Linked DNA regions of Mus musculus: region 1 is linked to region 2. The links are chromatin contacts, called in public Hi-C maps. All regions are on one chromosome and are shown on one strand. The core of a region is the stretch at or near the end of the contact, and the rest is flanking DNA. Distances in the headings are between cores, read along the strand shown. Region 1 has its middle 17 kb from the start of Rprml. Region 2 overlaps Fmnl1 (formin-like 1).

The links. Hi-C and Micro-C count contacts between places; a contact is called where the count stands out from the background.
Region 1: a Hi-C map of cerebral cortex shows a contact between it and region 2, with 2.3 times the contacts expected there. The contact joins two enhancer-like sites. A contact is called at or near these places in 1 of 484 Hi-C or Micro-C datasets (cerebral cortex), 2 of 115 datasets of contacts at active chromatin or transcription factors (forebrain and neural progenitor cells) and 1 of 9 other capture datasets (embryonic stem cells).

Annotation. Positions count from the first base shown.
Region 1 is chr11:103,663,288-103,668,960 of GRCm38.p6, forward strand. No RefSeq gene overlaps it. Among named protein-coding and RNA genes, the nearest start is that of Rprml, 17 kb to the left of the region's middle. Within about 2 kb of position 3,139, at least 53 of the 459 cell types and tissues checked have an H3K27ac peak or open chromatin away from gene starts, as enhancers often do. A contact at or near this core is called in cerebral cortex and forebrain, where this site is marked.
Region 2 is chr11:103,190,374-103,195,551 of GRCm38.p6, forward strand. It overlaps Fmnl1 (formin-like 1), which reads left to right. Exons shown (of 26, transcript NM_001077698.1): 11 at 1-33; 12 at 1,642-1,791; 13 at 2,306-2,407; 14 at 2,577-2,829; 15 at 3,075-3,362; 16 at 3,555-3,679; 17 at 4,253-4,455; 18 at 4,886-5,120. Among named protein-coding and RNA genes, the nearest start is that of Efcab15, 16 kb to the right of the region's middle. Within about 2 kb of position 1,963, at least 45 of the 459 cell types and tissues checked have an H3K27ac peak or open chromatin away from gene starts, as enhancers often do. A contact at or near this core is called in cerebral cortex and forebrain, where this site is marked.

The DNA of each region.
Region 1 (5,673 bases), core at 1,889-4,388, 470 kb after region 2:
TGGGTTGCGCTGTCTGGATGAGCAGCTCGGCTGTCTCCCTTCATGTTCTTCTGCCCACATGCAGATGTCTGGATCATTAGCGCTATTTTTACCATGTCTCTCTCCTGTCCAAGGTCTGGCCCACCTTCCCATTGATTATTCTACTAAGTACAGTTTCCAACGTAGTCAAACAGTTCCCTCCTCGCCCCTACACCCTCTGGGGCTCGGTCCTTATCCCCTTTGCTTGTTGCTCTTGGTGGTTCACTTACGCCTGATGGGCACTCTGACCCTCCTCAGACTGCTGCCTTCGTGTGGGCTATCCTTCCTTCCTACAGGGCTTTCCTCGGCTCTGTGAAAACTCCTCGCCTTCTGGAAGACTCACTGTATCGCTGCTGTTGAAAAGATTTCAGTCTTTTGAAAAAGGACAGGGGCCAGAAACAAAGTGGACCTTTCTTCCAGTGGCGTAGGAACTGTATAGGGCATTTCCATCCAACAGAAGCCATAGGCCACAAACACACAAGGGCCTCTTCTCATATGTCTACAGGGGTCTGACAAGCTTCCCAGTGAAGGGATCCATGGTCACACAACGATCAAAAACAAGAGACAGAGGAAAGTCCTATAAGCAGAATCCTGGGGGCTGGAAAGATGGCTCAGTAGGCAAAGGTCCCAGCTACCAAGGCTGATGGCCTGAGTTCAGTCTCTGGGACCCACATGTCTGTCTGTCTGTCTGTCTGTCTGTCCCTCCCTCCCTCCCTCCCTTCCTCCCTTCCTCTTTCCCTCGCCCTCTCTCTCTCTGAAAATGTAAAAAAAAAAAAAAAAAAAAAAAAAGTAATTTTTAAAGGGAATCCTGGCCATATGTAGGGAGGGAATTTTTGCACATATTGCTGCCTGTGAGGGGACAGGGCCTGAGTTTGAATAATCTGTTATTATCATTGGATCATGAATTCTGACTTACAAATAATCCTTATGGGCTGTTGACCATCTTCCTCTGAAGGAGAAAATGGTCCTTTATGCTAATCGCTCACTCTTTCTCTTTTCCTCCCCGCTGCAGACTTGTAGTTCAGACTCCATATTTTCTTATCTTGCCATTGAGACAGAGACAGATTGAGGGTCTATTCTGATACGAGTAGAAGCAGCGTCTGAACCCCAGTCTAATAGGGCCACCCTACACACCGGGGGCCCCCTAGTCTGAAGTCAAAGACACCCAAAATGCTCCAATCTAGAGGGGTCTCCACTCACTGGTGGGGTGGGACTTGGGGAGAAGACACACACAGTGCTCAATTGGTTCATGGAGGCACAGCTGGCTTGAGCTTTGAAAAGGAGTAAGCCATCCCTGGGGGTGTAGCTCAGTGGAAGAGCACCTGCCTAGGGTGGGTAGGTCCTGGGCCAGGTACAGCGACCCAGGAGAAAAATCAGAGCAAAGTAATCACTAAGACAGGATGGCGGGGTCAGGAATGATGGTGCAGGTTCCCTGGAGGTATGAATGCTGAAGGAAGGGTTCGGTAAAGATAAGGCTGGCTCATGCACTGTTTCGGAGATGTCCGTGGCCTGAGACCTACTCAGATAACTAACAAGTCTGTCCTTTAGTTGGCCTAGTCTGCATGTAAACGTCTTTTCAAACTCTCACCTGACTTTTATTATGAATCTGGCCACTCAAAGAACGATTTACGGCCTTTCATCCCTGCACTTAGCATTTTATTGTACAGATTTGAGTCTTACTGCACAGGATTTGGGTCTTGTGGAGGTTTCCATTCAAGCCTCTTTCACTGAGAGAGAGAGAGAGAGAGAGAAACCCAGTGCAGGCCGGCTGAGGCAGGGACAGGAAATGCCATCTCTCCACACTGGGACAGCCCAAGCTTCTAGCATGGCTGGATGTACGGGTGTTAGTGATGTCGTGCACACTCTCTCTCCTCACTCTGGCTCCAGCGCTGGCCTTGGCGAGCTTCACCGTCAGGCAGCCTCTTACCTGACTGCAATGAAACCACTCAGGCTGAGGTGTCAGGGACCTGAGAGGCATCCGTTAAGATTGGGGTGGAGGCCACGCCAATTGAGTCTGTTCCTAATCGTCTTCCCCAGCAACTTCTGTCCATGTCTTACTGCCCAGAACTAAGGGGCATGACAATTCCTACCTGCAAGCATCTCTGTTTCTGTTAGGTAAGTACCACAGGGGGAATTGATAGTTGTCAGAGAGCTGGCTGTGTCCACAGAAATACCAGAGGAAATCCTGTTTGGCTCTACCCAGTCATGTGGTCATCTTTAAATCAATATTTATGACCAGTCAATTGCTTGGCCAGATTCTTATCATTGGAGGAGGAGGCAGCGATTCTAGCTGGCCAGTGGGATGGGATTTCCATAAGAAAGAAAAGGGGATCAGGATTTGTGTGCCGGGCAGGTAAACAACATATGCTCACTAGAAGAATTTTTCAGCAGAGAAAGAAAACATACTAAAAAAAAAATAACTTCAGAAAAATAAATAGCTCCAGGGATCTCCCACCCCCCCTCCCTGGCACAATATACCATAAGGCAAGTCATGTTACAGGGACTAAATATAGGCACTGTGAGAAGACAGAGGGGGAAATTATTGAGACAGGAAGACTTCTGGTGGGAGGGGATTTGGAGCTGGGTTGTGAAGGAGCTTCTGTGTAGAGAGGGAGGGCAGAGAAGCAGAAACAATGTGCAGAGGCCAGGAATAGGGGTTACCTGAGGCTCAAGAGAGGGGTGGCGCCCCTGAACAGCTCCAGGCTGGGGCTGTGTCTCATCTCTGAAGGTATCAGAGCATTTCTTTTCCCATTGGGTATGTAACTGGCTTTGCAGAAGTCCCCATTAGCAGCACTCTTACAGCTGGGGACACTGAGCAGGGGACGGGGAAGATCTTAATGCTGAGAGCCAAAAGACTGGAGGAACCTGGCTGCAACGTGGAGGGCAGAGAACCCCTGGGAGCGAGTTCCTAATCCAATTAAGAAGCAATCATGTGGACGTTTTTCTAAGACTGGCCAGTTACCAGGCACCTCCCAGGAGACTCTCTCTGGAGGCTTGACAGTTCACTGCTAAACCTGGGCTCTGGAGCTGTGGGCTGCTGGTACGGCAGGCAGCTGGGCGAGGAGCCCAGGCTCAGACAGCTGGGGTGGGAATCTTTTAAGGATGAACAGGATGGGTAAGGAGCTTGTTGTTGTCATGGAAACCAACCCTGGGTAGCTGAGACATGGCCCAGTGGAGAGAATACCACCCACTACTAAGCTTCCCTGTGGGCGGCCAGCAGGCACCTCCAGAACCCACTGTTCTGGCCAGCTTAGACACTGTGTCCATCCCATCTCTGCCTGCCTCCTAGGGACACCGCAGTCTGGCTATGTGAGGAAGAACTTAGACCAGTTCCTGAGGGGTCTGGAGAGATGCTTTGAAACCAGAAAAAAAAAAATCTTTTTGGCATAGCCCCTACTTCCCTTACCTAGCTGTGTTGAGCAGAAATATGGCACAGGGCCAGTGTGTAGGAACTGTGGCTAGGACCAGGGTCCCAGGCCAAGGCTAGGATGGGATGTTCAAGGCAGTAGAATAAAGTGGCAGAAGCCGTGAATGCCAAATATGTAACCTTCTCTCTGCCTCCAGCTGTCACCCCTAGCGGGCTGGGTGGCCCCTGACACGTTGTCTTTCCCTGAGAAGTTTCCTTTCAACTACACTGATCCTGTTCTTAGACTTAGAACCGGATGCTTTCGGTCTCATCAAGCCTCAGGACTCAGCCCTGGAAAGTATCCGGCCCCTGCACAGGGTACCCTCAAAGCGTCAGGGTCCGGGCTCTTCTCGGGTCAGGTGCTGGGGCAGCCCCTTTCTGGAGTCTTCCCAAAGCTCGGGGGCGATCTGTGCTCACACAGGGAGGGTTCCTCAAGCTCACAGCTACCCCTCGTTGCCTGTGGAGACAGGCCTAATAGGCAGCCTGTTGCAATTCTGCTTCCGTTTTCAATAGGTGTTATTTTAATTGGGCCTTTCCCTGGGACAGACATGAAGGAAAAAGCAATTTGCAGCGCAGGCTTTTGGCTCTGGGACTGAGCCCACGCTCAGCAGTTCCACTCCCCGTGCCCCCTCTCCTCCTTTAGTTCCCTCTCCTGGCCTTGTTGCTCCCTTGCCCTCAGCATTTCCCCAAGTAGTGGCATCCTGCCCACCCTAGATAGAGCAGCAGAGAGCGTGGGCTATGGTCCGTGAGGAAGGAGACAATCCAAAAGCCCTGCCAGGGGGTCACCAATAGGAAAGAGATGTGTGGGGGTAGGTGGGTGGGTGCCAACTCCCGTGGACTCTCAGAGATACTGAAAAGGCAACAACTGCAAAAGAGGACCTCAAGTTCCCATAGTAAGAGAGTGAGGGGCTTGAGAGACAGCCCAGTGGTTTAGGGCACTTTCTGCTCAAAGAAGAAGGGTTCCCAGAAACTGCACGGAGTGGCCCATAACCATATATAACTCCAGCACCAGGAGATCTGACAGCTTTTTCAGGCTTCCAAAGACATCTGCATCTCTCTCTCTCTCTCTTTCTCCCTCCTCCTCCCCTTCCCCTCTCTCTCACCCCCTCACACAATCTTTTTTCAGTTTTTAAAAAGAAGTTATCTAGGGGCTAGAGAGAGATGATGGCTCAGTGGTTAAGAGCACTGACTGTGTACTGGCTAGTTTTGTGTGTCAACTTGACACAGGCTGGAGTTATCACAAAGAAAGGAGCTTCAGTTGAGGAAATGCCTCTATGAGATCCAACTGCAAGGCTTTTTCTCAATTAGTGATCAAGTGGGGAGGTCCCCTTGTGGGTGGTACCATCTCTGGGCTTATAGTCTTGGTTCTATAAGAGAGCAGGCTGAGCAATCCAGGGGAAGCAAGCCAGTAAAGAACATCCCTCCATGGCCTCTGCATCAGCTCCTGCTTCATGACCTGTTTGAGTTCCAGTCCTGACTTCCTTTGGTGATGAACAGCAATGTGGAAGTGTAAGCTGAATAAACCCTTTCCTCCCCAAGTGCTTCTTTGTCATGATGTTTGTGCAGGAATAGAAACCCTGACTAAGACAAATTGGTACCAGCATAGTGGGGTATTCCTGTGACAACCTGACCTTGTCTTGGGGAGGACTGTGGAAGGACTTTGGAACTTTGGGCTTGAAGATCCATTCGTTGTTAAGAGCTCTGTCAGATGTTGTGTAGGAGCTTGGAAGATAATGTTGAGAACAGTGCAGAAGATGGAGAGGTCTGGCTTGTGAAATTTCAGAGGGAAGATTAAAGACTCTTTTCAGGGCCATTGCTATTTTAATTGGGAAGATTCTCTGGTTCTGGTTAGCTGGGGCTGAGGAATCAGTTGTGATTAACAAGATACCAGAACTACTAAAGTGAAACTTTTGCATTACTGGGACTATTGATGCTGGTTAGCTGGAGCTAAGAAATTAGCGGTGATTAAGAAGAGACCAGCATCGTTGAGATGACATCTTCTGGGAAATGCTTTCTGAGAGCACAAAAAGGCTGTGTTCCAGAGATAGCCAAAGTTGTACCTCGTGCAGCAGCAGGACTTGGTAATGTGTAAGAGTCACCCAGGTGGTACTGGTTTTGAAGGCATGAAGGGGTCATGCAGAGCAGCTGAGGCTCGGCACTGTGATAGGCCATGGAAGGCCATTGGTGAAGGTGCAGCCTCAGTTGCAATTGATGGCCCAGGACAGAAGGGGTCATGCAAAGGAGTTGAG
Region 2 (5,178 bases), core at 713-3,212:
TTCACTCACCTGGGTCTGGACCTGTACTTGGAGGTGAGCCTTGTACCCCATCCCTGACTGAACAGCCTACTCACTGTGGGGTATTTAGTATGTAGTTAGCAGGTCTTGAGTTCGAGCATCGGCTCTGAAAGCTGGGCTTGGTGACACATACCGGCAGTCATGTCACTTGCGAGGCTAAGGCAGGAGGAGCTCATGTTCAAGTTTAGTCTGGGGTTCACTGTCCCCCCTCCCCGCCCAAATGATAAAAACCCCTCAAATAAACGGAATCCCACCTCTGTCACTTGGTAGCTGCGCAGCCTTGTATGCATCTGTTCATCCTTCTGAGTCTGTCTGCCTGTCAATCACAGAGGTGACAATGACTCCAGATGTGTAGAGGAGCCCCTGGTACATGACGGATACTATAACATCTGTCACCGAAGTCCTGGAACAGGCTCAGGTGGTTCTGGGTCTTGACACAGGAGCATCAGTCCCGTCGGATGCTCCGATCTCAGCCGGTGATGGGGAACTCAGAGATACTGGACAGAGGGGGGAGCTGGCTCAGGCTGGAGGTCTGGGCCTTGGGAAGAGGGAACAGAGGAACTCGTGAGAAGAGAAATCACAGCTTCTGGTCTGGTTCCTCTAGGAGACTTTCTAGAGGGGTGAGGCCTTTGGGGTTGGATTTCCCCAACCAAGCTAGGACTGGCTAACAGTTAGAGGGGGCAAGGCTGGTACAGCCGTGCAATAGAATGTGATACATTTGGATCAAGCATGTGCAGTCAGGCATTGGCTTCAACATGTCTGACCCTTGAGAGAGAAGCTAGATGCAAGAGGCCAAGTGTAGGGCTGGAAAGATTATGTAGCAATTAAGAGCACTTATTACTCCTGGAGAGGACCCAGGTCCCTGGACCCTCTGCTGTTCCCAGCACCCACATCTGGTGGCTTACAATCTCCTGTAACTCAAGTTCCAGGGGATCAGATGGCCTCTGAGGACACCTGAACTCATGTGGTGTTCATAAACTCATACAGGGACACACACATATGTATAATATAAAAGCTGACTATTATATGACCTTTAAAAATAAGAAATGTTGCCAGGTGGTGGTGGTAAACATCTTTAATCTCACTCAGCACCATGGAGGCAGAGGCAGGTGGATATCTGTGAGTTTGAGGCCAGCTTGGTCTACAGAGTAAGTTTCAGTACACTCAGAGGTGCATAGTGAGACCTTGACTGGAAACACGTGTGTGTGCCCATGTGCACACACACACACACACACACACACACACACACACACACACACACGAGGGAATGGGAGGGGAAGAGGAAGGGAGAGGGGAAAGGAGAAAAGAAAAGGAAAAAGAATACAGAAAGGAATGGCCAGAATGACTAAACCCATAGCAGGAGGAAGTAAGATTCATAGCAGCCAGGAGCTGGGGGGAGATAATGGGAAAGGAACCTAACTGGTCTAGGGTTTCCTTCTTGGGTACCGAGCTTCTGAGAAAGAAGTAACCTTAAAATAGTGAATTGTGTGGTTCATGAATTATACCAGTCAAGATAAAAATCAAACTAGAGTCCTAGTACCTTCCTCCGGGTAGTGGTGGTGGTTGGATAGACCTCCCCGCCACCACCTCAGACCTCACCCTACTCCTGCTGTCTGGGGACAGAGGCTCCGGCTCACTGAGAGTGACAAGCTGCAGGTGCAGATCCAGGCGTATCTGGACAACGTTTTTGATGTGGGGACATTGTTGGAGGAGACAGAGACGAAGAATGCAGTGTTGGAGCACATGGAGGAACTGCAGGAGCAGGTGGCAACGGTGAGAGCCTGCCTATCACACAGTAGGCCCACAGGAAGGCTGCTCTAGGGTGGGCTCCTCTTGTGTGTGTAGCAAGTACTGAATGGAAGGCAGAGTTCTGGGTGTGGCCTGGGAGCGGCAGTCTGCCTGAGTTCGCCCTCAATCTGAATCCAGCATCCTTTTGGTATCTTTCTCAATGAGTCTTTAGGGAGCGCCCACGCTGTGTGGGACTTGTGCGCAAGGCAGGCACCTTCTCCCTGAGAAGAGTCTAAATCTCGAATCGAGTGAATTGGGTCTTGTGGTGCCTCTCAGCACAACCCTCTCCTCTACCACCTCTCTTCGCACTAGTGCCTTGGTTTTCCCTCCTAATTTATATGGGTTCAGGTGCCAGGCTCGGCCCACCCTTGGCACGCTAGGCCAAGCGGATGTGGGAGCCTCCCCCAGCCCTCCAGGCAGGCCTGCCTGATGCCGCCCCCTCACCGGCGGTGCCAGTGCCTGGCCGCGGGTGGTAGCTCACCATGTGCTGGTACCACAGCTGACAGAGCGGCTTCGGGACACAGAGAACGACTCCATGGCCAAGATCGCTGAACTGGAGAAGCAGCTAAGCCAGGCTCGCAAGGAATTGGAGACCCTGAGGGTAAGCTTTGGTGTGGGCTGGGCCACGATGGGGGTGTGCGACAGGTCAGGCTTCCCAAGGAGTCTTCTCCGCTGGACATCCCGGTCCATCCCAGAAAAGGGTTGGGGCGGGGTTGCGGTCTACCAGAGAGCTTTCAAGTGGGCACTAATCCTTTTCCTGGGGCTCACAGGAGCGCTTCAGCGAGTCGACCCCCATGGGCACTTCCAGACGAATCCCTGAACCTGAGAAAGTGCCTGTCCCTACCGTGGTGCGACCCTCGGCTCTAGAACTGAAGGTGGAGGAGCTTGAGGAAAAGGGGTTAATCCGCATCCTGCGGGGGCCGGGGGACGTCGTTTCCATCGAGATCCTTCCAGGCGCTGCGGCGACACCAAGCGGTGACGACGCACAAGCTCCGAGGGTGTCCACTGATTCCCCTAGCACAGGTGTGCAGGAGCTTCATGCCGGGAAGCGGGATTGGTGGGGGTGGGGGTGGGGAGGGAAGAGAGACCCGGGCAGGGAAGGGTATCCTGGGGATAGACCTAGCTGTGAAAGATAAGGAGGTTAGATTGTAGGCGTGGCACAGGTACACGCAGGTGGGTCAGTAAAATGGGTTCTGGACGCATAGAAGAGGGAGGTGGCAAGGACCCACCCACCCAGGCAAGAAGTAACGGGCACCTCCCACCTTCAGCAGAGTCAATTCCCGAAGCAGCATCACCACCGCCTCCGCCACCTCCACCACCACCTCCACTACCTAACCTCCAGTCCCAGCAGGAAGCCCCTCCCTCCGCACCCCCGCTGGCCCCGCCCCTCCCAGGCTGCGCAGAGCCGCCACCTGCACCACCGTTGCCTGGAGACCTGCCTCCCCCACCTCCGCCACCCCCACTTGGTACTGATGGACCAGTGCCACCGCCACCGCCACCGCCTCCGGGAGGGCCCCCTGATATCCTTGGAGGACAAGGCCCAGATATCGGCCCAGGTAAGTAGAGTGGATAATCTCAGTCCTCTAGGGCTGGCGGGGAAGCAGAACAGGGCCCCTCCCGCTCAGTGTCGTCCTTCAGGACCCTCTCCACTGAAGAGTCTCTATTGCCTCCTGCCTGTCTTGTTAGGCCTGGTTGGGTTAGTCCCCTCCAGGGTCTCTGCACTGCTCGTCACTCTTTCTTGCTCCCAGGGGTGAAAGCCAAGAAACCCATCCAGACCAAGTTCCGGATGCCACTGCTTAACTGGGTGGCGCTGAAACCCAGCCAGATCACAGGCACTGTCTTCACGGAGCTCAATGACGAGAAGGTGCTCCAGGTGAGTGGGTACCAGGGTCACGCTGGCCACCGACTTCACTTCACTTGGTTTATAGATGAGGACGAGGAAACCCAGGGTATGTGTGGGCTTTAAGACACAGACGACCATTGGACAGACAAACCATCTAAGTTAGCTAGACTCCAAGCCTTGACAGGAGAAGGCAGTATCCTGACCCCTGCAGGCTTTCCTCTGCCCCGCAAGTGGGACCCTCTCCTTTCTGCCCATTTCCCACAAGACAGCCAAGGCCCCCTGGGCTTCTGCTTCCGGTTTCCCTTTGGAATGGGTTCCCTGTCCTGTGGGCCGCTGCTGGAACTATTTTCTCTGCCTGGAATAAGTCTCTGCTTACGGCTTTGCTGACTGTTCAGCGCTTCCGTCAGCTTTAATAGCCAGGAATCTGGGTCTTCTGTGTCATCATCCTCTCTGTCCCATCTTTCTGTGTCTCTCCTGTATCTCCTGTCAAGGCTAGCTCACTGGTTTTCTGCCCGGTGTTTGGGATGGCTAGATTAACATCCCAGGAGGGTAGGCAGACTCGGCTGCACTCAGCCTGCCTTTCTCTCCTTGCGCCGCCCTTAGGAGCTAGACATGAATGACTTTGAGGAACACTTTAAGACCAAATCCCAAGGTCCCTGCCTGGATATCAGCGCTCTGAAGGGGAAGGCCTCCCAGAAGGCCCCCACTAAGACAATACTCATTGAAGCCAACCGGGCCAAGAATTTGGCTATCACCCTGCGCAAGGGCAACCTAGGAGCAGACAGAATCTGCCAGGCCATCGAGACGTGAGTACCTGTGCTGGCTGGGGTGTGGCCCAGTCCCCTCACTAGGCTAGGCAAGAGCATAGTAAGAACCCCAGAAGTGGGACAGAACCCACCAAACCTGTCCCAGCAGGTCATGACCTGGTCAGGGAGCATTGTCTCAGTTTGAGACCAAGAAAACTGAGACTGTACTTTGAGTCTAAACCCCGATTGAGACCTCCTGACTCTCTTCCTGCTTCTGTCCAGCACGGGCACCCAAGCCAAAGGATTCATAGCTGTCTATCTGCCAGTGTTGTATGACAGGACTTAGGCTTCTGGTGTCCCGGACTCCTACCTCTTGTTCTCTGAGGCTGTGTACACAGACTAAATATTGATGGTTGTTTATTTTATTCAGTCCCGCTCTCTGGAACTTGTAGGTGTGGAATGACACTCGCTCTCCTGTTCCCTCATGCAGGTATGACCTACAGACTCTCAGCTTGGATTTCTTGGAGCTGTTGACCCGCTTCCTGCCCACGGACTACGAGCGTAGCCTCATAGCCCGATTCGAGAAGGAACAGCGGCCGATGGAAGAGCTGTCAGAGGAGGACCGCTTCATGCTTCGCTTCAGTCGCATCCAGAGACTTCCGGAGCGCATGAACACACTCACCTTCCTGGGCAACTTTCCAGACACGGCCCAGCTGCTCATGCCGGTGTGGGCAGGACGGGCAGGGTGGTGTGGTGGGTAGGAAGAAGGGCATCTCTGAGCTC